2 separate regions of the Mus musculus genome follow, and region 1 is linked to region 2. A link is a contact called in public capture Hi-C data. All regions are on one chromosome and are shown on one strand. Each heading gives the region's core, a stretch centred on a gene start, on an enhancer-like site or on the middle of the called end of the contact. The rest is flanking DNA. Distances are from core to core; before and after follow the strand shown.

Region 1 (5,206 bases), core at 1,100-3,599, 360 kb before region 2:
GTGGTTTCAGGCCCAAGAGGCAACCATGGATGGAGAACTCACTTAGTGAGCCATGGGCCCAAAGGGTCTGGACTCCTTTTCTTCTTCACCCCAAGCCCCATAGTCTTCTCTTATTTTGCCCTTTCCTCTTTTGCCTCCTTCTAGAATATTCTCCTTTTGTCTCCGTGGTAATGGTCATCAAAAATGTCCTCTGCCCTTGGGTCTCTCTATGTAGGATTCACATATGTGAAACCTGTCCTTTATGACCAGGACAGGTGTTCCAAACGGAGTAAAGACCTACAGCAGACCAGCAGGAGATGCGCAGGGCACACTTGGCGATCTCTGCTGGCTGACTGAGATCTGCTGCTTGGCTGTGGCAGCCCCGCCTGTGCTGTGCGGTGAAGACGTCAGGGGGCGCTCGCGGCTTCTCTCTGGCTGGCTGCTGACCGTGGCCAATGGCAGCGGAGGAGAGCAGTTCGCCACACTGTGGCCCTCTCCCACCGCAGACAGGCTATCCTGACCCACAGGCTCTCCATGCTCTGGATGAGGCTGGCAAAGGGGAGTGTTGACTCCATGGGGACAGTCACAGTACAGTCCACCCTGGACACACAGCGTGTGTCCCCCACCCAGTGCAAGCGTCCCCCACCCAGCTCGGCACAAAGACAACAGATGGGTGGAGGGTGAGAATGTTCCAGAAAAGAACAGTTCAGGCCCCTAAAATCCACGGATATGTGTTCTGTACATTTCCTGTTCTTTGTGCTTTATCTCATTTCATCCCTCCAACCATCCTTTGAACCAGGGTAGGCATTATCAATTTATTCATAAACATTTGAGAATCACAGACCAAAAAAAAAAAAAAAAAAAAAAAATCCAAGGTCACCGCCTGGGCATGCGTATAAGTCATCACTAGTCATTCACAGTGCAGGTGACAGAGAGGCACGTGGAGAAGCCGACCAGGATGGCTTTCCAAGTGGAAACCTCCCCTGTTCCTGGCTTGGTCTGAGGGGAGGGGGTGGGGCATGTTCCTGCCCTTGCTTGACCCGCCCTGTCAGCCCTGTCCGCAGCAGCGGGTCCTCCCAGAAGGTAGATGGGCGGAGCTCTTGAGGTGACAGATGGGGGAGGAAGACTTCTTAGGATTTGCCCTGGACTGAAAATTTCTGGTCGCACCTTTGAACCCTGTAAAGTCCTCAAAGCCTTCTGTTTCAGAAGCTAATCACGCGCTCTCTCCACGGGCCCGGTGACCTTTGCAATGCAGTTAGCCTTTGTTTGCTTTTCTTAAAAGGCCTGCAATTTATGATCCGAACAATGCCCCTTAGGCCAGGAAGAAAGGAATTTGAGGGTCCAGAAAGACTTGGTTTTCTTCCAGCCCTTCACCTCTGAAGCCATAGTTCCTCAATAACAGTGTATAACATTAAGACTGGGAGTACAGGGCAGGGGATTGATCTATAGCTTTGTGTCTCGTGGAGACCCTAGCAAACAAGAATATCCCAAGGATGGCAACAATAAAATCCAATCTACCAGCATCGTGCACCGAAGGGGAGGCTCGTATTTTCGGGTATGACTTGTTAACCAGTTATGCGTGAATGTGGAGAGGGGCATGGATTAGGGAGCTTTCTGTTCAAACAGAAGGGCTGACAAAACCATGGAATCTCAAATCGTCAGACATTCAACGGCCTTTTCTAAGAACCATGGGAGACAAAATGTCTACCTGATCCAGCAAGTCATAGGACACCGGCCACCACCACCCCATCCCCAGCTTAGACGGTCCCAATCCTCCTTTTGTCCTTAGTGAAGGAAGGAGCCTCCCAGTCCCTTGCCAGGCCAGCATTCTGCAGGTTGGAATCCTGCAGGCTACCTCCAAAATCGCCCTAGCTGGGGGGTAGAGGTGCACACAATTAATCTCAGCATTCAGGAGGCAAAGGCAGCTGGGTCTCTATGAATTCATGGCCAGTCTCGTCTACATAATGAGACTCCATACACGACAAAATGAACTCCACCCCCCTTAGTTGGGTCCTCCTGACTATTTATGGCTCAGGGGTCCAGAGGGACAGGCTGGGCCACTCGTGTAGCTCATATTTTGGCAACCAGCTGGAGATTTTCACAAAGCAGTTCCCACTCAAACCTGTGATGCACAGAGCAAACACACCGAGTGGCGTTGGCTGCCAGACCCTCCCCGCTCTGTTTTCTCTTCCTAGCACCTGACCTTAGCACTTCAATGTCATCTTTGAAGTCTCGCAATCCATCAGCGGCCATGTTCCTGACACACAAAAGCATTATCTGTGACGTATGTTCCTATTAATAGTACCAGCATCTCTGCCTGGACACCCTTGTCACCTGTTAATGTGGGCTCCTGCTGCCAACACCCCACCCCCAACCTTAGCAGCCCCATATCTCTCACTCCCCACCCAGAGCCACTGATCCACAGGTCTGGCCAGCCTCTCCTTTGGGCAGGAACTGCAGTGGACACTTAGGGACCCCTACGAAACAGTTCTCTCACAGTATGGCCAGACACACACACACACACACACACACACACACACACACACAGAGCTTTCTGCCGTCTCCTCCATATTCAGTCTGGAACTTGAGTGATCCTTCTTCCAGCCTGTAAAATCTCCAGCCTTTTCAGGAAGGCTCAGCTCTAAGGCTCCCTTTTCTCAAAGCTTTTCAGAGGCTAGGGCAGGGTCCTGGGTTCACTATCTGAGACCAACAAAACAAACTTTCGCTAAGGATCTCATTCTCCTTTGTTTATTCAGCCAAAAATAGGTATTGTGCACAGACATCAAGCCAGATTCTCTTCCAGGCACCGGAACTTCAATGGCAAATGAGAGCGTTGAGTTCTGTCTGCCCTTGGGGAGCTTGCTGTTACTAGGTGACAGAACTAAACAGGTAAATAAAACCCTGGAGACTGCAGGTGGGCGGTGGGAGGAGTCCGGGTATTGCTTGCACCACTGTCTTCTTGAGCCCTACTTGTGTCACGAAGTTGTCCCTTAGCATCCTCAAGGAAATCTGAGTCCCACTGATCTTAGAAACTTCCCTGATAGCCAGCTTCATCACATCTGTCTCTGTGATGGACCCTTCTAACTGTCGACTGGACAGGGGTTGGAATCACCTCTGAGCATGCCTGTGCGGGAGCTTCCAGAAAGGCTTAATCCAGGGAGGACCTTGAATGTAGGTGATGCCTTGCCACGGGCCCAGGTGAAAAAGAGAAAGCCACACAAGTACCCTCACGCCCCTGTCTCTGCTTCCTAATCCACTCAGATATGCAGAAGCCTCCTCCACCAAACCTTCCCGGCCACGATGGACTCTAGCTCCAAACCACCTGCCCCAAATAAACCCGTCTTCCTTGAAGTCACTTCCCATCACTCATTTAGACACAGAAGAGAGAAAAGCAACTTAGCTTGTGGGCCATATAACACAAAAAGCAAATCCCTTAATCTTTCTAAGGCATCATTTTATAAATGAGGACCAGCCGGGCAGTGGTGGCGCACGCCTTTAATCCCAGCACTTGGGAGGCAGAGGCAGGCGGTCTCTGAGTTCGAGGCCAGCCTGGTCTACAGAGTGAGTTCCAGGACAGCCAGGGCTACACAGAGAAACCCTATCTCGAAAAAACAAAAACAACAACAACAACAAAAAAAAAACCCAAAAAACAAACAAACAAAAAATAAGGACCATAGATTATATATGTAGCGGGGGTGGGGGGGGGGGTGGGGGGGGGTTGCCAGATGACAACTTTCAGGGGTCAAGTCTCTCTTTCTATCCAATGGGCCTTAGGGGTTGAACTCAGCTCACCAGGTTTGAAGCAAGTTCCTTTGCCAGCTGAGTCATTTTGCTGGCCCTGAAAATGGTTCTCACGAAGCCTGCCTTACTGACCTGGAACTCCAAGGGAGACGAGGAGGGCAAAGCGCTAAGCTAACTGAAGAGGAAGTACCCCCCTCCTTCCTGTCATGAAACTGTCCCTGGACAGACTGTGCTCTGGATCCAATGGAGTAAGCTACCCACCCCAATGCAGACACCGTTCGGGACAGAGGGATCTTTAAAAATCTTACATCTAAATCCACCCTTCTAGATTATGCTGAAGGAAGAGCCTATATGTTCCCAGGACACCCCTGAGCTGCCCGAGGAGTGAGTGTTTCTGCCTTACCCCTCCTGCATCGCAGGGTTCTGCTTCCTTTTAGTCTTTAGGGTTTGCTTCTTCACACACGGAAGCCTTAGGATTGTCCTGGCTGGAAGGCATGCCCTCTGCTTTGTGAACTAGAAAATAGGAGACAACATGACTGCAGGTGGCAGCCTCTGAATGGTGGCTTAAACCCCAAACTGCCACTCACGGAGCACAGGTCGCGTATACCTGGCAAGAGTCTCTCCTCTCTCAAGTCTACAGCTTCCACTCTTCCTGAAAACCCTGCCTGCTCCACTCTAGGGGTCCGCATGGCAGGGAACAGCTTAGCCCCGGGATGGGTCTGCTGGCACAATATCTCTTGAAGCATTGTGTCACTGTGCCACTCCAACAAGATGTGATTTTCTTCAGTGTCAGGGCTATGCTGGGGACCACCAGGAAGCAGACTCAGCCCCCTTGGTTTGACCCAAGTTTCCAGGGCTTTGGTAAATGTCCCTATAGCATTTTGAGTCTTTTAAAGATTAAGTCAGTCTCCCGCCATGACTCCTGAAGGTTGAGATCTATATCTCTGACAAACACCAGCATTTGATGAATGAAGGAGAGGAGAGATATGCAAATGTACAGCGGTGTTTGAGTCTATCCCTTTTTCCTAGCCTGACCTTTCACCCTCTTCATCTGCTTCTCCCAGCCACCTCCAGCAGGACCCCACGGGCATGCTTACTCTCTGCAAGTGACGGATGGACTTTCTGATTTTTGACACGATTGCTCTTGTGTTCACTTTCTGAGTGACAGAGGGTTTCCATCTCCACCTGGGAAGAAGCCCAGAGCCGGGACCAGTTAGTGAGAAGCTCTTTTGGCAGCCGCCTGGATACATTAGTGTGTGTGTTAGTTTCATTTCCTGACACTGTGATATGATGAATGCTCCGGCGGACTCTGTTTAGGGAGAATGGTTTATCAGACTCACAATCCCAGGTTGCAGTCTGCCACTGAGGGGGCAGTAATGGCAACAGGAGCTTGAAGGAAGTAGTCGCAGTCGTAAACAAGAGCATGGGAAGTGCCATGTCAGAACTCATGGTAATTGTCAGTTTTAATTGTCAGCTCCACATAATC
Region 2 (5,183 bases), core at 1,821-4,320:
GTTCTGTCTTCTCTGCCAGACCCTGCTCTCCACTCAATCTCTGTCCGTCTCCCATTCCTCCCTTGGTGCTCTCTGACACCTGGCTCCTCCCTGTCTCTCCTCTCCCTTAGACCCCGAGCTCCCAGGAACAGAGATGAAGCTTTTCCATGCAGGCAGCTGATATTTCCCATCATCCCCTGCTCAGGGGGACACCCTGAGAGTGGGACAGCTGCAGCCTCAGAGTGCTCACTGCCAGTGGACTTTCTCACTCCTATTCTGCAGAGCCTAGCCCAGTGCCCAGGCTTTGGAAAGCAGCAAAGGTCCCCCTCGGTGTTTGCTCCGATATGGAGATGTGGGAGCAGGCAGGTACAGGAGGCCAGTCCAGGTCCTGAAGCAATGAGGGCAGTGATGGACAGAGCAGAGCCAGCACCAGCTCCCTCCCCTTACTATCACAGTCCAGAAGCAACAGGGATGGCCAACTCCAGATAATAATAATAGAGAGCAAATTCCATAGGCTGCCGGTCTTGTAACAGAGCAGATGCTCATCTTTGAGTTGCCAAGAAGCCAAACCCAAGTAAAATGCATGTTGTTGGAGATTACTGGAGAATCTTCCTCTATATATCATTATACTTCCCTGTGTTCCCTACTAACCAGAGAAGAAAGGAGAAGGCAATTCTCTTAATGAGCTGGTATTGAGAACAGCAGTCCACCCCCGCCCCCTCTCTTCATATCTTAATTCTGAGCCACCTTGCCAGCTGAGGAAAACCCAGGGTATGGTACAGGTCCCATAGCGAGGGCTTCTGCCAATTGGTGGAGCCCACCTCCAGGCCCTGCTGAGAGCCCTTGCTTCCTTAAGACTGGATGGAGTCTGCCTCTGGAATGTGCAGAAACTATCCAGGTGTGTGACTGGGCCCCCCGGTTGTGTCCTGAGATTCTGGCCAGTTAGCTGGCCTGCTTTGTTAAAGGCTTGCAGGGCTGAGACCCATGTGTAAGGAAGAAGAGCATTTGACAGCCACAGACTGCTCCTCGGTGTGCCCAGTAGCACACAGACGAACGTTCAGGATGGTTTTAAAGCTTTAGCGAGAAGGCATAACAGGGTCCCACAGTCAACACCACTACTACAAAAGCACCTCTGAGGACCTGTCTCGTGTTGCTGAGGCAGACTTTCCCCTCATGGAGGACTTCAGAATTCACACACAAGACCTCCAGCCACAGAGAACACATCACATCAGATCAGCCACGGCCCATGCTCCATTTCCATCTGTTGGTACCAGCCAGTCTCTCCACTTTCCCTCTTCTTTAACCACAAGGACTGTCAGGGCACACTGGGAATCCTAGAGGCTGGACTGGCCCTGGCCTGCTGGTCAGCTTTCCTGAGTGGACTCCTGTGAGCCTGAAGCTACCTGTTCCCTTTTCATCCTGTTCCAACCCAATGCTCCACCTGCAAACGGGATCTCAGTCAGTCCAGACGGCACCTCCTGAATCATCTGGTGCTCGGCCAGATGAACTGGGTTGTTCTGTGTAGAGTAGAAAGAGCTTTAAAATGTATTATTAATTGGGGCCAGATTATTTTTTGCAACTGTTACTAAGGAAACCTCAATTGCTATAGTAACTGCATATGTTAAACTGGGATGCTATGACTCAACTTCTACTCAGTCACATGGTTAAAGAGCCACAAGCCAAGGAGGAGAAATATTTCAAAGCATTTCCAGTTTCTTCTTCTTCTATCTCTTTTTTAGCCATCCCATGTCAAAATATTATGAAGTATTGGGAAGCCTGAGAGAGAGATACTTTTGAAATCTGACATGTAGGCAGGGGGTCAGCTCTTACTATAAGCTCTGCATGTCCTCTCCTTTGGGGGGGGGGGGGAGTGTGGTAAGGGAAGACACACCCGGAAGCCAGGGGGAGGCAGGAGGCCCCACAGCTCATTAGGAAGCACTCACAAGCCTGTCTCAGCATTGCCCTGGGCAAGGTACATCTGCGAGCTTCGGCTCCCTCCCCCTTAGGAGAACCTGGACTTTCCGAAAGACCAGTGTTTTCATCTGCAAACCAGAACGGCAAAGTGTGGATCTAATGCACCCAGAGTGCCCTGCAGACCAAATGCATTAGCTCCAGAGGAGTTTAGTGGGAGGCCGAGTGGACCCTGAACAACAGTTAGTTTTAGCTCTCCTCAATCCCTTTTGGTTTGTATTTGTGGTTCCGAGTTCAAAACTCACAGTAGGTGAGACATTGACAAACATAGTGGCAACTCAATTTCTTCCTTTTTCTTTTCTTTTTTCTTTTTGTTTTTCAAGACAGGGTTTCTCTGTGTAACAATCCCTGGATGTCCTAGACTTGCTTTGTAGACCAGGCTGGCCTTGAACTCACAGAGACGTGTCTGCCTCTGCCTCCCGAGTGTTCATACCTGACACAACTAAAGTTTTTATAATTGTTTTATTTACTTTATATCCAATCACAGCCGCCCCCCCCCCAACTTTTTAAAAGTATTGTAGACAGAGCCATCAAGATGGCTCAGAGGATAAGGTGTTTGCTGCCATGCCTGGAGACCTGAGTTCAAATCACAGGGACCCAAGGAAGGAGAAAGCTGACTCCCAACAGTTGTCCTCTAACCTCCACGTGTGTGCTATGTCACATACCGACTTCCTCCATACATGCATACATACACAGAATAAATAAATCAAATAGAATAAAATATATTCTAGGTCAGCAGAAACAGCTCAGTGGTTAAGAGCACTGGCTGTTCTTCCAGAAGGTCTAAGTTCAATTGCCAGCAGCCACATGGAGGCTCACAACTGTCTGTAACTCCAGGTCCAGGGTATCCAATAAATACCCTCTTCTGACACCAGACACACAAAGTATACAGACATACATGCAAGCAAAACACCCATATACATAAAGTATTAATAAAAAAAAATCCTAAGCAGTATGGATCAGCAGCATGAGACCCACTGGGTGAATTTCTTAGAGACAGACTCTCAGACCTACTGCATCACAATCTCAATAGAACAAGGTCAATGGAGATCCAGACTTGCCTTCCGCCAGGGAAGCCCTGGGTGTGGCTGCTCAGCACACAAACTTGGAGAGTCAATGAATGCAGAGGAGAAAGTAAGCAAAGATACACAAAGGTAGGCTTGGTGAATCCCTCCCTCGTACAGCAGGAGGCAGGAGGAGGGCCAGGCAGGCTAGACGGCAATGCTGGCCCGTACAGTCCATGGACACTGCAGCATCTGCCTTCTCAGAAGCTCCCATCATTTGAGGGGATGCCCTTTCTTGCTGCAGCTGGACAGTTAGTTCTCTGCCCAGGCTTTGGATCAAAGCTAAGACAGTCAGTCAGTCTGGTAAAGGCTGCTCTGCTATGAGGCAGAAGTGGGCTACATGGAGGAAAGACAGTGGAATGAGGGGCTCAGCGGCAGAGAGCAGCAGCTGCTTCCCTAGCCCACCTACCCACCCTCTGGATGGGTTCATGTGTGCACTGCTCATGCAGAAGGCACTTACTCTTTCAGTAAATGAATCTCCTTAAACTCAGCCATAACTGCCTTACATCAAAGGCCACTTTTAAAAGGACTCCTCGTTTTGCAAATGCCTGGGCAAAAGAACTATGAACCAATCATTGCTAATCACATTAACTAATAGGTGATTGAATTAAAAACCCAATTAATCTTTTAAAAGAGGGGTCATTAATTCCGACTGTGATAAAAGAGAGAGAACCTTGCAAAAAGCTGTGATCCCTGAGCTGGGCTCTGAAAAATGAATGAGCTGGGGTCCAACAGATGAAGAACAAAAGGAAGAGATCACCCAGAGCAGGCAACAAGGCCAGATTCTCAGGTGTGGTGGATGATGTCAGAAAGGGAAGTGGCCAAGACTGGGGGCGGGACCAGTTCTTGACTCTGCCCACTGTGGCTCTTAGGGAATATTTGGTGGATGGCACAGCTACCTGGCAAGTTAGAATTATACTGGGTGAGAAATGGGGGTAAGAGATGACTCCCAGTGACCTGTGGGTTTGAGAGCCTGCAGGCTCTTGTGTGTGGTGGATTCAATGCAAGAGAGCAAGGGAAGAGCAGAAGAGAGTCAAGGAGAGATCAGGAAAGAATGAAGAGAAGGAAGGGAGACTCTTTTTCAAACATCTAACGGGAATGTCAGGGATGGAGGAAGCCAGTGGCTGGGGCAGATAAGATCTTTCAAGTTCAAGGAATCAGGTCAACCAGAAGATTAGGGGACAATGGGGAGCTCTGGGGACACCCCTCACTCAAAATGCACACATATACATGCATGTACACTCTGGGAAGCAAGCAGAAAAATGTACCCATCACTCATGAAGTCACTGCACTTGAAGTGCCCATGTTCCTGTTCTTCTCCCTCTACATGGCCAGGACCTACCTACCCAGTCCCTAATAAGCTCTTCCCCAGACCGCAGCCTGAAGACAAGTCTTCCAGCCTCTGTCTAGCCAAGGAGATCTTTCTAAAGGGCAAGCAAGAGGGTGGTCACTTCCAAGCTGAGAGCCTGTCCCTGGGACATCTGTTCTCCCTCCACAGGGCAGACAATGCCCCCATCCCTGTCCCCCTCAAATACAATCCTACATCATCACAGGAACCCGGAGGCACAAGGTCTTTTGATTTTTACATTGGTTTAGGGAGTAGGAGGTAGGTAGTGTCTCAAATCCTTTCCAATAAAGCTTTGTCCTGTGTCCTCTGTGACTTTCAAATAACCTTCATGAGAATTGTGCCTTTGAGCCTGGAGTCTACTTCGCTTTTCTAGTAAACACAGCACCCATTTTTCTTTTCTTCTTCTTCCTGTTTTTAATATATAGGGCCAACCATTAGAGACCTTGTCTTTATCTTCTTCAGCCACTCTTCGGAATGGCTGTCACTCTGCAGTTGAGGGCAGCAGTCACAGCCCTTCCAGCCGGCCATGACTGAGTCCCTTGTCACTATCCTAGCCAGGTGTGGTGGCACACGCCTATAATTCTAGAGCTTGGGAGTCTGAGGCAGGGGGACTGTGGGTTTGAGGCCAACAAAACCAAATGAAAATAAAAAACCAAAAAGTGCCCCAGGGGGGTGGGAGAGCTGATGGTGTTTAAAGATTATGTGACTAGAAATGTTGCATTCGGTTTTATTTAATTTCAGGATAGTAAATACACACTGAAATTTAATCTGCCATTTAAAACTGAGTGCACAAGACTGGAGAGGCAGCTCAGCACCTGAGA

Evidence for each region. Capture Hi-C pulls out chosen DNA fragments and counts their contacts.
Region 1: a contact with region 2 is called in a capture Hi-C map of embryonic stem cells, with 3 times the contacts expected there. The contact joins two enhancer-like sites. A contact is called at or near these places in 3 of 484 Hi-C or Micro-C datasets (bone marrow-derived macrophages, cerebral cortex and palatal mesenchyme), 5 of 115 datasets of contacts at active chromatin or transcription factors (T-cell acute lymphoblastic leukemia, bone marrow-derived macrophages, embryonic fibroblasts and 2 more) and 1 of 9 other capture datasets (embryonic stem cells).

What each region holds. Positions count from the first base shown.
Region 1 is chr3:101,801,579-101,806,784 of GRCm38.p6, reverse strand. No RefSeq gene overlaps it. Among named protein-coding and RNA genes, the nearest start is that of Gm33381, 24 kb to the left of the region's middle. Within about 2 kb of position 2,349, at least 72 of the 459 cell types and tissues checked have an H3K27ac peak or open chromatin away from gene starts, as enhancers often do. A contact at or near this core is called in embryonic stem cells, where this site is marked.
Region 2 is chr3:101,445,303-101,450,485 of GRCm38.p6, reverse strand. The region is part of intron 7 of Igsf3 (immunoglobulin superfamily, member 3); the gene reads right to left. Among named protein-coding and RNA genes, the nearest start is that of Gm40109, 60 kb to the left of the region's middle. Within about 2 kb of position 3,070, at least 35 of the 459 cell types and tissues checked have an H3K27ac peak or open chromatin away from gene starts, as enhancers often do. A contact at or near this core is called in embryonic stem cells, where this site is marked.